2 separate regions of the Mus musculus genome follow, and region 2 is linked to region 1. Evidence: chromatin contacts called from public HiChIP or PLAC-seq data. All regions are on one chromosome and are shown on one strand. Each heading gives the region's core, a stretch centred on a gene start, on an enhancer-like site or on the middle of the called end of the contact. The rest is flanking DNA. Distances are from core to core; before and after follow the strand shown. Region 1 overlaps Ppp1r3b (protein phosphatase 1, regulatory subunit 3B). Region 2 overlaps Mfhas1 (malignant fibrous histiocytoma amplified sequence 1).

What was found. HiChIP or PLAC-seq counts read pairs in DNA pulled down with a chosen protein or histone mark.
Region 2: an H3K27ac HiChIP or PLAC-seq map of microglia shows a contact between it and region 1, with 4 times the contacts expected there. The contact joins two enhancer-like sites. A contact is called at or near these places in 2 of 115 datasets of contacts at active chromatin or transcription factors (memory CD8 T cells and microglia) and 1 of 9 other capture datasets (liver).

What each region holds. Positions count from the first base shown.
Region 1 is chr8:35,382,998-35,388,347 of GRCm38.p6, reverse strand. It overlaps Ppp1r3b (protein phosphatase 1, regulatory subunit 3B), which reads right to left. Exons shown (of 2, transcript NM_001364452.1): 2 at 209-4,364. The coding sequence starts at 4,339. The coding sequence ends at 3,485. Among named protein-coding and RNA genes, the nearest start is that of Ppp1r3b, 9.0 kb to the right of the region's middle. Within about 2 kb of position 3,242, at least 20 of the 459 cell types and tissues checked have an H3K27ac peak or open chromatin away from gene starts, as enhancers often do. A contact at or near this core is called in microglia, where this site is marked.
Region 2 is chr8:35,631,506-35,636,994 of GRCm38.p6, reverse strand. All of the region lies in intron 1 of Mfhas1 (malignant fibrous histiocytoma amplified sequence 1), which reads right to left. Among named protein-coding and RNA genes, the nearest start is that of Gm16793, 45 kb to the right of the region's middle. Within about 2 kb of position 2,869, at least 129 of the 459 cell types and tissues checked have an H3K27ac peak or open chromatin away from gene starts, as enhancers often do. A contact at or near this core is called in microglia, where this site is marked.

The sequences.
Region 1 (5,350 bases), core at 1,993-4,492:
CTAGGTGAAGGCTCCATCACCTGCCTTCACTGCCAGATAGCTTAAAGCACTGGTCCCCTCCCCACCCTGCAAGCCTTCCAGCTTTTCATATCCACTGAATACAACCTGTACCTTAAAAAATACAAAGACATGTATAGAAAAAAAAAATCATTGACTTAAAATATGCTTCCCCTTCTTCCAACGCTAAAAATAGAAGGAATAGTTTTCATTTTCTTTTCTTTCTATATTTATTACGTTTTTGCTTTTGAGATACAAAGAAATCATTCTCTTCCACCACACACACACACACACACACACACACACACACACACACACACACACACACACACACATCCATTCTTGTGATTTTTTTTAAAGTGCATTTCCCCTCTACCAATGTATACAAAAATATGTCTTACAAACATGCAGAAGTTTCTGAACAAGGCACATGTAGGCATACAATGACGACAAGCCCGTCAGTTGAATGTTCACATTAAAGCAAAAGTGTAACATCATCACGTGTGCACTCTAGAAGTCCACGTGCCCCAGGGGCCTCTGGGAACTGCAGCAAAACCGTGGAAACACTCACAGCTTTGCTGATGGAGCTGGAGGCATCTCACAGAACCTCAGCAAGAGAAATGTCTTTGAGTGACTCTGGACGATCCCGTTAGAGGTAAGATCCCAGAATTTCGGGAACATCTTATCTGCAGTTTCTGTGATCATGCCAGGAGATGCGGCTGAGTGCAGATTTCCCAGAATCAGGAGCCACCAAGCTTACATCTCAGGGATAAAATAACTCCCACCATTGACTCAAGTTGCTTTAGTTTCTGCAGAACTACAGACTTCCATTATGCCTTCCTAGCTTTCTAGAGAAAATATTCTTACAACACTCAAACGGCTTCTTACAAGAAACATGTCTTATGGTCTAGCTTATTTATTGTACCCATTTTGCCAAAGCACCCCAGGGAATTTGGGGAAATAAATATGGAACAAAGAATGGGGTTGCCTTCCCTTCCTGGATCACAATGTCTGGGGATTAGGATCCATCCATCATCCTAGCCAAGAACTGCATGAAGACAGACCTCCAGGTCAAACTTGCCGTGGGATCTTCAAGCAAGGGGCCTGTCGTCTTCTGAGCTGCGTAAATTTGTCTACAGTGGTGAACTCTGAACAATGCATAGAGTTTCTAAATGCAGCTCCCGAGGCTATCTCAGAGTCATGGGACAGACTGGGTCAAAAGAAGGAGGGCTGTATTGGAGGCAGAAAGCAGAAGGAAGACTCTTCTGTCTCTGAGTGACAGCCTTGATAAGGAAGTCAAGCACAGCCCACGGACTGCTTCAAGGGAAGGGTCCTGGTGAGCAGGCAAAGGCACAACATGCCCCTGGAGCTGAGCAGTGGGTGTGCACCCCAGGTGTGCTGGCTGGGGGGCTTTCAAGCAGTGCTCGTGAGCAAGAAAGCTGGGGCAAATCTGGGCAAAAGGGGGTGAGGGTATGTCTGCTTTAGGAGGGACATATAACATGGAATTACCATATTTTATATTTTGACTCGGAATGTCTGAAGATCATCCATACCACTGAACAGATTCCATTCCGTACCTCGCCCCCGCCCCCAGCCATTTTATGATCTTTAGTCTGCATCTATGTAAGAAACAGTGCCCTTGGCTGCCTTCCTTCTTAACACACAATGCATGACCCATAGAGAGCAGTTTTGCTTTCTATCCAATTTCAACCTAGCTGCTCTGGTCAACAAATCCGGAACATTTAAAGTACACCCATCTAGGAGATACATGGCCTGCTTAGATAAAACACAAACTCCTGGCCCCAGCTTCAGCCTCATGGCACAAAGATGATTTCCTCACAGATAATCAGCATGCAATCCCAGATCGCCACCCATCTGGGAGAGGCACAATATACAAAGCACAGATTACAGACTAGTACCAGTTTTAGGAATAAGAAATCATAGAAAATAACATTTAAAAAGTCAAAACATTTGAATCTTCAAAAGTGAAAAAGTTAAGATAAAAAATAAACCACACATGCTAGGATTAAAAACATTTGATGTCTGCCTGATGCTAACTTATAAAGCCAGAGGGCACAGGGCTACGTCCAGTGGCCCCCACCTCCGAAACCATGAGACTCTGCTCCTTTCTGTCTTGTCTCAGGGAAACATCACTTCAGTAAGGAAATGAAACAGGCATCTTTTATCAAACTTCCAAAACAAAACAACACCCCTAATTCTACAAACTCGCATTTAAAAAAATCTCCCCTATAATTCTAATTTGCCCTAGAGAAAAATCACAGGGTTTGGGGGTTCACCCAAGGGTAAGAACTCCAGGAGTCTCACGCTAGCGTATGAAAGCGCATTGCACTCCAATATGGTTAAGAAAACTTCATCTGATACCTCAGAGTTGACAAACATTTAAAATAACATAGAAAAACGTGAGGTTTTTCTCCCCTATCTTTTTATAATACACACCATAAATAAAAACACCCGATCAATGTCCTTGGGGGTTCATAAAGCATCCTGAATATGAATATATATCTAAGCACAGTCTGGAGGACTCGAGGAGATGCCAGTCTTGCTATTTGAAAGCCTCAGACAAGGCACTGAAGTGGAGGCTCCAGGAGACATGAGAGCTATGACTCTCTTCAAACACAAACAGTTCACACACACCGGCCAGGCAAGTGGAAATGCATCTTGTCATTGAGTCCTCTTCTGGTAACTCCGGGTGAAACGGTGCTTCAAAAGCTCCCCCAACATCCAAGAGGAAAAGCTAAAAGTTCAGACTGTCCCACCTTGTCCCAGTGCTGTACCCTGTGACCCCACATGGGAACCAATGACTTTCTAGTAACTAATATGTTGCTCTCTTCTGGAATATAAAGGAGGGGTCAGGAGGAGAGAGGGGGGAGGGAATGCCTATCCCAGACACGAGCTACTTATTTGCTTTGTCTCTCTTGTCCAGATCACTGGATAGACTGTAGCGGGAGGAAGTGTAGTGAAAGAGCTCGCACAGAAAGCGCCCGCCCCCGGCCCTCTTCTGAGGCTGCTGGGTATCAATCAGGCCAGTGTGTCCCAGAACTGAGGTGGCTCCCTTCGGAGTACTCGTGGAATGAAGGAGACGCATGGAAAGCCATGAGCGGGGACAGGACCTCGAGGTCAATGGTAAGGCTGGAGATTGGTTTCTGGGTGACTTTCAGAGTCCAAGTGTGGAAGAGAGGCCAGCTTCCTCTGTCCTTGCCAGCTTGGCTCCTCTCCAGACCCTTCTGGCACCATCCTGCGCATTCCCTTGTGGCCAACCCGGATGCCACAGAGGATCAGCACCGCTCCACTCCTCTGAGCAAGAAACCGGGTGTGATGGAAACACGCTGGACTTGCTGGTTTAAGAAAAAGGTGAACAGGAGCCTGTCTTTTCAAAAACCACGCCTAGTGGCAGTTCAACTTTCCTCTGGCCTTCCGTTCTCTCGCCTCCATCTTGATCTGAGCCACGGACTGTCACCTGCAGTCACTAGTAGTAGGGCCCCAGCTTTTCATATCCCAGATAACTAGGCCACTCTGGAAACAGGCCAAAGGAACACCGAGGGCTCCCAAACTGGTCAAAAGAGATTCCAAAATCTGGTCCATTGTACGGCTCAATCTTTCCCGGAGAGGATCGGAGTTCAGCCCGGGTGATCCTGTAGTTTTTGCCTTTGTTGCTGTCCCAGTACGCCTGGCCGTTACACTCGTAGCACACGGCAAACTCCATTCTTTCGTAAGACTGAATTTTCTCGGGTAAGCTGATGTCAAAGGAGAATGTGTCCCTGTCTGAACCAGCGTAAGTGTCCTTCACATACTGACAAGGGAAATCTGTGAAGCTTTTCCAGGTGTCAAATGTCATCCTGATCTTCACAACCTTCTCGAAGGCCAGGTTCTGGACCTTCACGGTGCCCGCGATGGCCTTATCCTTCAGCACACAGTTTTCTAGGCAGACGTGGTTGGTCTGAAGGCGATTTCTGAAGTCTAAGTAATCTGCGGAAGGCTGCGGAAAATCCAAAACAAAGCTCTCGCTCTCTGCTGTCGTCAGACTCACGATGTTGTCTAGGAGCTCGGTGATGTTAAAGGGAATATCTAGTGGGTCATCGAATTCCGAGAACACTTTCACCATTGTCAGGGCCAGCCCCTGGTTGTCGGCGAAGGACACCCGCTTCTTCACCTTCTTCTCCTGCACTGCGGGGGCCACCATTCCACTGGCTTCATCCTTGCTGCCCAGCTGGATACAAGGCCTCAGGGGCTTGCTCAGTTTGGGGGAGATCTTGAAGGTGAAGCGCTCTCTGCGTAAAGAAGGGGCCATACTGCTGTAGCTGTATTGGATGTCCACAGCCATCACGCTAGGCGAGCCGGCTAGCAGTCTGGGAAAGGGGAGATGAGAGAAAACAGCAAAGAGGTCAGATAGATGCTTAAACCCGCATTCTGGCAGGGACAGGCAAACAATGTTGCCTTTCATCTGGGCTCTCTGCTCCCCTGTGGTCTCACAGGACCCAGGTTTCTGCAAAGACTGTGTGGAAGGGAGCATAACCTGGGGGGAGGGGGGAGAGGCTGGGGGAGGGGATGGAAAAAGAAGCTAAGGGTAAAACCAACAAAGACAAGACTATGGGATTCAACAGTTTGAAGGCTAATCCATTGGCTTTTCTGCCAGGATGCTAATACACCACAGAGAAGAATGAAAGGCATTAAGAATCAGAGTTTTCTGTCAGGTCCATGAGGGAGCCCGCCCTTCATCCTAGCACTTGGGAAGCAGAGTCGGGTGGATTCTGAATTCGAGGCCGGCCTGGTCTACAGATTGAGTTTCAGGGCTACACAGAGAGATCCTTTCTTGAAAACAAAAGAATATGGTTTCCTATTGCTTGCAGATTTACTTATTTGACCAAAAGATACCCACCCCCTTTTGGAGTATAGACCCAACGAACAATTGATCTGAGAATAGTTTTTGCTATACACTGTAGACTATTATTTGACAAGTAAAACTTCTATATTTCCAGACTGGTGAGATAGCTCAGAGAAATCCCTGAGACCCACATTGTTGATAGAGGAAACCAGTACCCACAAGTTGTCCTCTGACTTTTACACACGCTGCGTGGAGCACAAGAACCCATACTAAATAAATAAATAAATGCAATAGAGATGCTGTTTTGACGTATGGACACATTGTGGGATGGCTGACACACTTAACATGCATTTCCTCACGTACTTGGGAGGTGTGGTGAGAATATTTAAAAATCTACCCTAAGCAATTTTCAGATACACACTGTTATTAATGATGGCCTCCGTGATGATGCAATGGGTCTCTTGAATGTGCTCCTTTGGAATTAAAGATTCATATCTTTGGATAGATAGT
Region 2 (5,489 bases), core at 1,620-4,119, 250 kb before region 1:
CTTTTGTGATTGGGTTACCTCACTCAGGATGATGCCCTCCAGGTCCATCCATTGGCCTAGGAATTTCATAAATTCATTCTTTTTAATAGCTGAGTAGTACTTCATTGTGTAAATGTACCACGTTTTCTATATCCATTCCTCTGCTGAGGGGCATCTGGGTTCTTTCCAGCTTCTAGCTATTATAAATAAGGCTGCTATGAACATAGTGGAGCATGTGTCCTTCTTACCGGTTAGGACATCTTCTGGATATATGCCCAGAAGAGGTATTGCAGGATCCTCTGGTAGTACTATGTCCAATTTTCTGAGGAACCACCAGACTGATTTCCAGAGTGGTTGTACAAGCTTGCAATCCCACCAACAATGGAGGAGTGTTCCTCTTTCCCCACATCCTCGCCAGCATCTGCTGTCACCTGCATTTTTGATCTTAGCCATTCTGACTGGTGTGAGGTGGAATCTCAGGGTTGTTTTGATTTGTATTTCCCTGATGATTAAGGATGGTGAACATTTTTTCAGGTGCTTCTCTGCCATTCGGTATTCCTCAGGTGAGAATTCTTTGTTTAGCTCTGAGCCCCATTTTTTAATGGGGTTATTTGATTTTCTGGTATACTACCCATTTTATGAAAACACTTTACACTGGCAATTTAATTTTAAGCATTTTTAACTATTAATAAAGTTCCTCTCCCATACTCCCTCAGGAGAGAACACACCAAGTAAGGCTTCGCGTAAAGAACTTAAAGGGCCCCTTAGCACTCTCAGAATGTTTGGGGCCCAATGATATCATGTAGAAGAACCACTGGATGATGCAGAGCTCACGAACCAACCATGTGTGGAGATGAAACTCCCCACGGCTTCCAGCAATTATTTAGAATAGCTAAGCTAGGCATATACACAATAGAAGTATTTACTTGGAATTTGAAATATGAGCTGTTGTACATATATTAACATATATTAACTAAATGCTATATCATTGTGCAGTTCTCTCTCTCTAAGATGGTATCTCATGTAACCAGTTGAGCATCAAACTCTCTATATAGTTGGAGATTATTTTGATCTTTATCTTACATTATATTAATATATTATCATATAGTATCAATTATATATCAATGACAATTTCAGTTATTCTTCTTGGCTTTGAAATCAAAAGTAAAAATCATCTTGTAACAAAAACTAACACAAAATTCCATACATTATCCATTTTCTCTCTTTCCTTCCTGACTACCAGTCATTTCCACAGGTTAGAAGCCTTCCTTGTTCCCTGGTGTAATAAAAATGCAAACTGAGCTAAAGAATGGGGCGTTTTAAGATACATACAGGGCATGTTTGAAGCTTAGGGCAGACTTTAAGCCAATTAAACATTGCTACTTAAGACACAGTGAGAGCTTGTCTCAAACAAATAAACAGGCAAACAAACAAGTTGCTATTTATAAAGACAAGTGCCAGCATAGTGTAGTGGGTAGCTCATGCCTGTAATCCCAACCCTGGGTAAGCTGATGCAGGAGGATGGCTGTAAGCTAAGAAGTCAGCCTGAGCTACATAGTATGTTCTAGATAAGCCTAAGCTACAGAATGAGGCCCTGCCCATTAATTCATTAACTAATTCATTAAAATCCAGGCAAATGCAGCTGTTTTGTTGCTGGCCTTCTCAGTCCTGGCAATCAAACCTAGAGCCTTGAGCACACCAGACCATCAGCCTACCACTGAATCATGTCTCCAGCCCTTGCGGAGAAAATGCTATTAAGAAATGAGAATAATATTGACAAACTACAACACTAAGATTTATGATACCTTGGGCTGGCAAGATAGATATACACATCTTCATTTGAAAAACAAACAGCTGAACCTGTGATTTTACATGCAAACTCAGATATTAAGAAGCTCTGTTGTACATGCCATTTTAAATGTCTTCTTTAACCCTGGATAACTAGATAGCAATTGGATGTTGGGCAATTACAAAGCAAACCTCCCTAATAAGGACCAGCAAGCTAAATATGCAACATCTCCTCACGTGTATGCGTTAGAAACACCGAAGTAGGCTAGCAATGCAGCTCAGATACACAGTGCAAGCTTAACATGTGTATCTGGGCTCCAGCCCCAGCCCACACCACACAGACAAGAGGGAAAAACAGCTCAGGGGTGGGCGCTGAACAATGATGCTTTTTCTCTTATGTAGTAAAGAACTCAGCCCAAACCACATGTGTCAGTTTCGTTGGCTTTGCTTGTTGTTGTTGTTGTTGTTGTTGTTGTTGGGTTTGTTTTTGTAACCTTTCTTTAATATGAACTGTGATCATATTTCTTCTGTGGTCAAAACAACCCTGAAGCAAGCACACTGAACTTTAGGAGCCCGTGTGAACTGGCAGCACCTTTTCAGATAGATCAGAAGACGTTTGTTCAGAAATGCTAATGCCAAGACCCTAAATGCCTTAGAGAACTCCTCTGGGTTGCAGAAACCTCAGAGAAAGCAGGTCTCACTTCGCAGCCCCTAATGAAACCTCACTTATTCCACTGCACCCGGGACTGCCTATGTGCTGAACAAAACAAAAGACAATCTCACCACACTTACCCGGTATAAACCACTCCTTATCCTGCTTCATATTTTTATGAAATATGCCATCCTATTTTGACAACTCCATATGAGGTTTTATGCATTTCTTTAAAAAAAAAAAGACGGATGTGTGTTCTGCACCACTACTAAAAATTAACCTCATCCCAGCCTCATCAAGATGTGAGGTTAAAAATAACTAGGGTTTGCCTCTAGAGCAAAAAAATGTGTGGCAGAGTGCAAAGATGCTCTGCCCCTGCAGTGACCTGACGTGAGCTACAGGACTGCCCAGTGTCAGTCTTCAAGGGGAGCCCCAAAAGGGGAAGTGCACCCCACCCTTGCTTCTGGAGTGGCTACAATCGAAGAATCTAATTTTAGATGCTATCGCTTCCTCTGCGAGCAGTGAATCATAGCTTCAAAGTGACTGGGAGGCAGACGTAAGTCTTACTAAATGTTCGCATGGCAGGCTGAGATACTTTCACCTGAAGCTGCTCAGAAACTCAGTCCTGGAACTGCAGCCGTGGTCCCGAGCTTCCCCTCCCCCGAATCCCACCCCTGTGCGCTCATGCACGCACACACCGACACACACCGACACACACTGACACACACCAACACACACCCTTCAGAACCTCCATCTGAAGGAGCTAGGTGAACACAGTAAAAGTTTGAGGGTTATTTTATGCAGGGTGTGTGTGTGTGCATGTGTGCTTGTGTGTGTCTGTGCATATATGTGTATATGTGTGTGTGTGTGTGTGTTTGTAGCATATATGGGTAGTACACACACACACAGTAGGGTACAGGCATGCATGACATCTGTGTGTACATGGAGAGGTCAGAGGAGGATGCCTAGTGTCCTGCTCTATCTCTCCATGACTCATTCCTCTGTGATGAGGTCTCTCACGGACTGTGAAGCCAGGCTAGCAGCTATCAAGCTCCACCCTCCACAAGCTGGAGGTCACAGGTACACCCTGTGCAACTACACCCGGCTGGTTTTAATTATTGTCTTTGACACGACATGAACTCAGGTCCTCCCGTGTGTGCAGCAAGCGCTCTTATGCACTGAATTATCTCCTTAGCTCCTCTTCCTCCTGGCACAGTGAAGCTTGAGAGGCACTCACCACGCTTGGTAACCCCTTAACCCATCCCTAAACAATCCCAGGACAGTGGCTGACAGCCTTTCCCACCCAGTGCTCCGGGGCATGAAGATGCCTTGCGCATCATCTCTCCATTTCTTCCCTTGTACTTCTTACTGAAAAATTACCAGGTTTGACTAACGGCGGGGGGGGGGGGGGGGAACAACAACCAACCAACCCCAGAAAGCAGGTGTCTGATGTGCACCAAAGAATAAGAGAAGAAAGCAAGAGAGAGAGAGGCTCTGTTCCAAAGAGAGAACTACACACAGTGTGGGTGCCCCAAGGGTGGAAAGTGAGAACAAGACAGAGGCAGGGGAGGGGCAAGGCCAAGGCTCACTCACCCACCTCTCCTTTGTGCTGCCCCCCCCCCCCACAACATCAGCTCTATCATGCCTACGTTCCCCATCTTAAATGAGATACAGGAATATCTACTAAATTTAACGGTCACACTAAGATCAGTGAGGATAAATCAGAATGGAAGGGCAGAACTCAAGAACTATCCGTTTCCACAATCTCCAAAGCGGAACTGCAGATCCGAGGAGACAAAAGCCAAAGAGTAGAAAGCTATTTCCTAAGCAATGGGAGAGTCTTTTTCATAGAAGTAAACCTCTGCTCTCTCTGGGGCTCTAACAGCATGGGTGACACTCGTGCTGAACGACAGGGACACGGAGCCTCCACCACCACAGCTGTCCTTTCACAACCTTTCCTGGGACATTGACAGGGACTCTCAGTCTCAACCTTGGCATCCAAAGAGGTGGGAGAGATCAGCCAGGGGAACCCCCAGAATTTTCCCTACCAGCCCTAAAATCTGTCCAACTCTAAGTCAAATAAATAGTCACTCTTTCATTATTACTATTTCTCTTAAAACCAGAGGGAAAGTTCCAGTTATCCAGCTGAGGCAAGAGGACTGCAAGTTTGAAATTAAAGAAACCAAAAGCTGAAAGCTCATAGTTGATGATAGCACACAGCTTTGAGCATGTCATGTGTTCAGTATAGCACAGCCTCCCTTAAAATGTGATTCTCTTCACACTTAAGCAGGTTTCCTTACAAACACACAAAGAAAATATGCCTGGGCACAGCGCCTACCGTTGTTTAGAATTAGCTTTGTATTCACATCTTATCTGAGATCTGGAACTAGTCAGCATTCGTATGTGTACCTCTGAGGAGGCAGGGCTGGCTTCGGGCCACCCTTTACATCGCAACCTGGGGTGTGTGTTCAAACACAGCCGTGTGCTTTGGGTGCCTCCTTCCCTGGTCTTTTCCCACACGGCCCACCCTCCCTATGCTTTGACTCTCCCTTGCATATCCTCAAGTTGATGCCGTACTCTATGTCTGATACTGGATCACCAGCCTTTCCTCCAAGAAACCCTGGATTCTCCACTCCTAAAGCATAGAACCATCCCTCTGTATTTGTCGCTGAGTCAGCCTCAACTCCTTCCAGGCGCTAAGGCTGCTCGCTCTTGACTGGGAAGCAAGTTTAAGGGCTAAATGCTAGGTATTTAGGTTATTGATTGTTGTTGTTGGTTTGGTTTGTTGGCTGTTTTCTGTTTTGTTTTTAAATGGATATTTTCTTTATTTACATTTCAAATGTTATCCCCTTTCCCAATTTCCCCCCTGTCCCTGCTCCCAGAACCCCCCCCCATCCCATCCCCACTCCCCCTGCTTCTATGAGGGTGTTTCTCCACCCACCCACCCGCTCCTGCCTCCCCACTCTCAATTCCCCTACACTGGGGGAATCTATCAAGCTTTCACAGGACCAAGGGCCTCTCCTCCCATTGATGCCTGAGAAGGCCGTCCTCTGCTACATATGCAGCCGGA